2 separate regions of the Triticum aestivum genome follow, and region 2 is linked to region 1. The links are chromatin contacts, called in public HiCAR-type maps. All regions are on one chromosome and are shown on one strand. The core of a region is the stretch at or near the end of the contact, and the rest is flanking DNA. Distances in the headings are between cores, read along the strand shown.

Region 1 (3,633 bases), core at 345-2,844:
CGACAAAGCTCCATCGACTACATCTAGAGGATGAAACTCGTGAAGAATCGGAGTGCATAAGACAAGAAAAAAACAAAAACTGCCGCTCATCGCACATGCAAGGACTAAAAAAAAACAATATAACTCCCCTTTTAATTGTAAAGAATTTGTTTTTCGTCTACATTCCACCACGAAGATGCGCGACAGCGATGCTCGCTCTAGCTAGCTATTCTTATTCCAATAGATCTCTGATTTTTGGGAGAGCTCAATCGCTATTTTGTTTCTCAATTGTATATAAACGATATGTCAATTATGTGACAATAATAAACAGTCTTATATTCCTCTGAAAAAAGATGCGATTGCGATTGCGATGGGAATAGATTTTGTTTTATTCTTGATGGTTGACGCGCGGTTGATCTGCTACTACAGTACAGTGTGTGAGTCACTCGGGTGCGGTGAGCCTGACGACCTGCTTGCCGACGTTGCGGCCGTGGTAGAGGCCGATGAGCGCTGCGGGCGCGGCGTCGAGCCCGTCGGCGACGTCCTCCACGTAGACGACCCTGCCCTCCTTGATGTGCGGGAGCACCCACGCCATGTACTCGGGGTAGAGGTGCTTGTGGTCGGGCTCGATGAAGCCCTGCATGCGGATGCGCTTGGAGACGAGGGAGGTGAGGTTGCGCACGCCGACGTCGGCCTCCTTCTCGCCGGCGGTGAGGTTGTACTGCGAGATGAGGCCGCAGACGGCGATGCGGCCGTGCACCTTCATGTTGAGCAGCACGGCCTCGAGCATCTTGCCGCCGACGTTCTCGAAGTAGACGTCGATGCCGTCGGGGAAGCGCTTCTTGAGCGCGCCGGCGAGGTCGCCGCCCTCCTCCTTGTAGTTGAAGGCGTCGTGGAAGCCGAACTTGTTGATGAGCAGGTCCACCTTCTCCTTGGACCCGGCGCTGCCGACGACGTGGCAGCCCAGGAGCCTGGCGAACTGGCCCACCAGCTGCCCGACGGCGCCGGAGGCTGCGGAGACGTACACCGTCTCCCCCGCCTTGGGGGAGCAGATGTGGTGGAAGCCGACGTAGGCCGTGAGCCCCGGCATGCCCAGGATGCCCGTGTAGTAGGACAGCGGCACGCCGTCGTCGGGCTGGATCTTGGTGAGTATAGCCGTGAATGGCGGCTTGATGATGCTGTAGTCCTCCCAGCCTGTCATGCCCCAGACGAGGTCGCCGGCGGCGAGCCCGGGCCGCGAGGAGCGGACCACCTCGGACACGCCGTAGCCGGTGATGGCGGCGCCCGGGACGAAGGCGGCGGTGTAGGACTGGTGCAGCGGGCGGGACATCTTGGGGCGCATGTAGGGGTCGCAGGAGAGGTACAGGTTCTTGACCAGCACCGACCCCTCCTCCGCGGCCGCGGCCTCGTCGACGGCCGCGGCGGGGAGCACTTCCATGTGCGCCTCCGTGGGGTAGCCCTCCACGTAGTCCTTGAGGATCACCCGCCGGCTCTTGAGCTCCGCCATCGCCGCCGTGGGTGGACTGCAAGACTACGATCTGGAGCGAATAGAGGCTTGCTTTGGATATTATTTTATTTTGCTTGGAGTGGATATATTAATATGATGCCTGCCGGGGATGATGGATGGGATGGATGGATGGCGAGGGCGATGATGGCGCGTGGTGGTCCAGCTCCAGGGCGCTGCGGTGGGCGGTGCTGGTCCGCCCATTTGTTCCGGTCGGTCCGTCGCTTCCCCACGGGCGTCACGTGCCAATAATTGAAGCTGCACTCTGCATGGTATTTACAGATATTTTAACAGTTCCTTTTCCCGTTCGCGTGCCAATAAATTTGGCTGGCCTGCAGCGCACGACGCATATAGAAAGATCGACTTCCAGCCTCTCGTTGCTGCGAGATCGGCGACAGTGACCTCACCACCACCATCTTACCCGAGGGCGACGCGGCAGTGTCGATAGATAATTGAAGCGGCAGGCGGCCGCGGCCCAGAGTGAAATTGCGTATTGGTTTTTGCGTCAAAGTGTCTGATTGGCACAACACGCACATGCTAAAGTGACTAATCCCTCCAAAGCACACACACCCTACCCAACTACCGGTTCCTTTGCCAGATCCGCCCCCGGTTCGCCCCCTGCTAGGGCGGCTCGGGTGAAAACCCCCGCCGCCGGGCACATCCATACGCATCCTCCCTCCGCTGCTGCGGGAGGATGTCGCTAGGCGAAGCCCCGGGCGGCTGATGGCGGCGGCGGAGGCCCTCTTCCTTCCCGCCGTCGGATCGGGCGTCGGGGCGTTTCCTCCTCGATCTACGTCGTAGCGCCGCGGTTGTTCGCTTCTGGTGACAATGCAAGGTGGCGGCGTGGTGCTGGGTGGAGGCGGCGGAGCTGCTGGGCTTCGCGGAAGATTTGGTGGCGTCGGGCGCTCGGTGGGCTCGCAGGGTCATGGCGGCCTTGATCGCGGTGGCCGGCGGCTCGGCTTGTCGGCGGCGACGGAACATGACCGGTGGCAGCAGCGATGTTCTGTCTGGATCCCGGGCGGCGGTCCTGGAAGGTGGCGGCGGGTGAAGCTCGGGCTTTCCACGGTGGCATGGCGTGGTGCAGTCCCTGTCCAAGGCGAATCTGCATCGGCGATTTAGTGGTTTTTGCTAGGGATTGGTTCAGATCAGAGACGGTGACGAGTGCGCGGGATCCATCTCGGCGGCTCTTGCAGTTTGGCGAGGTGGGGCGGGAGCCCTCCTCCCAAGCTCCAGTGGTGGCACACTCAGGCAGTGGCCGGTGCGCCAGGGCTCCTACGGTGGCACTGCCGTTGCGGTTGGTCGCTGGATCTAGGCGGCTAGATCTGGGACTTTGAAGGCGGTCAAGACAGTGCACAGGTTGTCGGGTGGATTTCTTGGGACGGATCCGGGTGAAAACCCGGTCTTCAGTCGGTCGCCGGAGCCGGTGATGACGATGCCCTTATCATCATTACCTTCATGAAGACATCATCGAGGTGAAGCTCCCAACCCCATCCAATACCTCTGGGGGAAACCCTAGATCAGTTGATCAGATGACGGCCGCAATCATGTGTCGTTACCCCCTTGGGGGCGGCATTCTTGGAGGTACACTCTGGCTCAAGGGACCAGCGAATGGCTTCTTCAGTGGAGCGGTGTTTCTTTCTACATATTCATGGTGCGGTTCTCGGCGGCGTAGAGCAGTGGAGACTCGGTGTCAGATGTGTGGCGATGGACACGCGCAAGAGGACGACGTTGTCTAGTGTCATGATGGTGTCGATGACAGAGAGGCCTGACAAGGTCGATGTGTCAGTATCTGCTTTGAAGATGGACTGATGGAAGACGGAGGTGACGGTCCTTGCAGCGTGTGCGTGTGGTACTCACTAAAAGTGCGCCGGACCGGAGTGTTACCCAGTCTCGCCTATGTGGCTTGGATGGGGCATCCTGTTTTAGATGTTAGGCTTTGGTGCGATGTCTATTTGGTATTTGGCCCAAGCAATCGGCACTCCTTCGTCAAGAGGATAGGAGTAGCGATACGTGTCGTCTAGACGGTGGCTTCGGACTTCCTGATGTATTACTTTGTAAGGTCTTTATGAATAATAAATAAAATAGCCGCATGCATTACCCAGATGCAGAGGCCGTGGGTGCATCCTACTTTTTTAAAAAAAAAACTACCG
Region 2 (3,633 bases), core at 645-3,144, 240 kb before region 1:
GTATATTGCTCAAGTAGCGAGCATATTTGCTATCGGACTCTTCAAGCTTCTTCCGGTCAACATCTGCATCGACAAGCGACATGTCAATTTGTGATGTTTTCTAATACATGGCAACTGCTAAGATCATCCAACCAGAGGTGATACATCTATGCAACCTAACCATCTGTAGTCATACATAGCTACTTTTTAATTGAACGGTTACCAATCAAGACCAGGTGACAATTGAATTTAAATCCCTCTGAGCGAACAAAGCAGTCGGTGCCAAAATGGATGTCTCTATTTTTCGAAAATATATCTTCTAAGCTAGCATAGTTGGAAAAACAACTAGAACCGAACTCATGCCTTATGTTATTAACCATACGTCCGCACTGTTGCTGTTAACCACTGTATGATTAACTCAAGAAAAAGGCATCATGTAATCACGAGGAAAGAAAAATATATGAGGCTATATATGAAAATCACAAATGGTATCATGTTGCTGTTTTCAGCCCTGATATATAACAAGGTCTCAAAAGTAACAAGGTACAGTAACAGCTCCGGACAGCAAGAGAATTACCAGAAAGGAGTACTTGGTGCGTGATGTTAATTCCGATGGCCAAAATATCCGCGCCGCAGGTAAAAACTATATCAGCCGCATCAGGATCGCCAAATATCTGTTTAATGAAGATAACCAATTAACTAAGGCAGGATGATGAATTGTTGGAATTGTAGCCTGCAATTATTAAATCAATGCTCTGAAACAAGAAGCCAGTGACATAAACTGTGTTGTTCTCTGAATTCGAAGGGAAGCGTCACAGGACAACATCATCTAACAAGAATTTGATTAGAAGGGTTGGCTCACATTTGCCTCAGCTGCAGGGTTGACATTTCCATTAACTGAATATGCGCCACCCAGGATAATAATCTGCCCAATCTTCTTTGGGAAAGAAGGGTCAAGCTCGACGGCGAGCGCAAGGTTGGTGAGGGGGCCGAGGGCGACGACGGTGACCTGTCCAGGGTAGAGATTCGCCTGCTCGACAAGGAAGGCGGCGGCGGACTGTTCTACGGCCTTGCCGGCCGGCGGGGGGAAGTTCTGGTTGCCGAGGCCATCGGAACCATGGACGAAGCTGGCAATCCGTAGCTTGGTGGCTTTCTGAATTTTATTCATGGTGGAGCACACAGACATTCAGATTCAGTTAGCAAAGACTTGATCGATCGAGATGTCAGACATTTAACTGAAGAATGAGATGTCAAACAAACATACTCCTACATACATAAATACAGAATGTATTGAACTGTGGGTACCTTGATTGTTACATGGGAACCCTCCGCGACGGGGATGTCGGTCCTCCCAGCGGTCTCCAGCTGAAATCAAGCTAGAGATGGACTCGATTAGCATAAAAAAGATCCATTCATGAGAGCTGAAAGTCAAAATGCGAGGGAGGGAGTGGGGTGGGGTGGACCGACGAGGTGCAGCGCGTTGCGGGTGGCGAGGGCGGTGTAGACGTTGCCGAAGATGGTGGTGAGGCCCACCACCTCCAGCTCCGGCGACCTCAGCGCGACGAAGATGGCCATGGCGTCATCTGCGGTTCAGTTCATCCATCCCCCGCGAGTTTGCAATGCGAGATTGATTAGGATGGATGAAAAACAAGAAGAGGCATGAGAGAGGGATGGATACTGACCGATCCCTGGGTCGGTGTCGATGATGACCTTCTTCTTCTTGGTCACGGCGGCCATGGGCGTGGATCCCTGGATCGGATTCTTGGGGATCGGGGCAGCGTCGGTTGTGCAGGCGGATCGAGCGAGGTGGAGAAGAAGATATGTACACGTCTCGCTCACAAGCAGCTCAACTTGGAGAGAGAGAGAGAGAGATAGCGGCGCTGCTGACCTTTCCGGACGGTATATCCCAAAAGGAAAGGATGAGACTTGCCTGCTCCCCTTCCGTGTGCCCATCCGTGCTTCCGCATACATAGCTTGATTTGATTGAAACAAAATAAAACTCGGCCCCACCTCTTAAAATCAGGGAAGGTGATTAGATTAGAAAGAAAAAAAAAACAGCCATTGGATGAGGTGGGAGCACGGATGGGAGCATGGAAAGGAAGCAGGCAAGCCAGATCCAAAAGAAAAGGCTGTTGCAGATCCACGGGGCCCCAGCCCAGATCCCATCCATGGTTCTAATGGACAGCCTTGTCACGATCATTTCCCTGTTTTTAGAGCAGTATAAACCTTTTTTAGGAGAGGGGTACGCATCAGACATGCACAATCTAAGTAAATTTTTTCAAATGCTAACAGTCTGCCTAAACTCTTAAAAGTTTTTTTCGAGAGTACGCAAATTGTGTACCTTAGCTTTAATTACAAGAAATACAACGGGTGGCTAATCCCACATCAGGAGCCAACCCAACTCCACTCCACTCCACACACTAAGCAACTACTCGGCAAGCTGTTGGACTCCTCTCCTTCTAGCCGCTATCCACAGCCTTAGCTCTCGAGCAATAATGTCCGCGGCTCCCCACTCGTTGGCATTGTTGGAGTGCGAGAACACTCTACCGTTTCTTTGCTTCCAGAGATTCCAGCATATCAAGATGACGAGCGCATCAAATCCCTTACGGTGCGGTTTGATGATGCGTAAACTCTTAAAAGTGCGCGTGCACTAAAACGAAGACTCGAGCACACGCCGCGGTGGCCGTCCGATCCGTCGCGATCCGCGCGGTCGGGCCCAGGTATAACATGATCGGGGCGAGGGCGAGCGTTTCGTCGCGTGGTGGTGGGGTCAGGTGGAATACGGTCGAGACGGAGCGACTCGCCTAGGTGGGGCCCGCCATTATCTCCTCTCCCGCAAACAGCTCTCTCCCTCATTCGGCGGTGTGGGCGGTTCCTTCTTCCCCTTTCCCTCACCCAAATCGAAGCCTCGCTGCTGCCCAAATTCGCCGTAGTCCGCCACACATCGGTTATCTCGAGAGGCGTTCAGCATCGTGGGTGGCCGGCGGCCGGAGTTGCTCTACCCCGCGGCACGCTGGCCGCGGGGAGCGGCTCTCGCTCGTGAGCTCGGCGACCGCGCAGTGCTCGACTCGCGAGGGTGGCGGACAGTTGCGAAGTGAGGCTGGCCTCGTTTTGTGCGGTGGCGAAGGAAGGAGAATGTATGTTGACGCGATTTTAACCCCCACCCCTGCTCTCATCTCTCCATTTCTGGCGATGGGAGTTTCTCCCGTTCGTGGTATTCTGTCTAGGAGCAACTAGTGCTTCTATCGATTTGCTAGTCTATTTTATGGTCGAGGTAGGTTTTCCCCCGTAGATCACGATGTTTTCGGCAGCGGCGCTGGTTAGATTAGGTACTGGGCATGAAATCTCCCCCTTAATCTCCATATCCGTCCATGTTTGTTAATGTGAGCGTCGGGTTCGTGTGATTTTGTGGTCGAACTAGTTTGAGGGTTCATGTCCTCCGTCAACCCTCACTTCACCCCGTGCAGATGCTGTTTCAGCGTTTTTTGCTGGTGATTTTTTTTGTAGCGGGCAAGTTTATCACCACCACCAGGCAAGTCATGACACGGGGTGTTAGTAGGGTTCCTCGTGAGTGGGTAAGTTCATGTGAACCATCAGGCAATTTTATGGCACACGGGTGTTTTGTTAGTGTTTCCTGGGACCAGGCAAGTTAAT

Evidence for each region. HiCAR-type assays count read pairs that join an accessible place to other places.
Region 2: a HiCAR-type map of leaf shows a contact between it and region 1, with 7 times the contacts expected there. The contact joins the promoter of LOC123068748 here to the promoter of LOC123068746 in region 1. A contact is called at or near these places in 1 of 5 Hi-C or Micro-C datasets (leaf) and 1 of 1 datasets of contacts at active chromatin or transcription factors (leaf).

Annotation. Positions count from the first base shown.
Region 1 is chr3B:80,640,041-80,643,673 of IWGSC CS RefSeq v2.1, reverse strand. LOC123068746 (2-alkenal reductase (NADP(+)-dependent)) reads right to left here and starts at 1,594. Exons shown (of 1, transcript XM_044491375.1): 1 at 345-1,594. The coding sequence starts at 1,486. The coding sequence ends at 422.
Region 2 is chr3B:80,884,443-80,888,075 of IWGSC CS RefSeq v2.1, reverse strand. LOC123068748 (probable uridine nucleosidase 2) reads right to left here and starts at 1,894. Exons shown (of 7, transcript XM_044491377.1): 1 at 1,662-1,894; 2 at 1,447-1,562; 3 at 1,285-1,344; 4 at 842-1,132; 5 at 557-653; 6 at 1-63. The coding sequence starts at 1,716.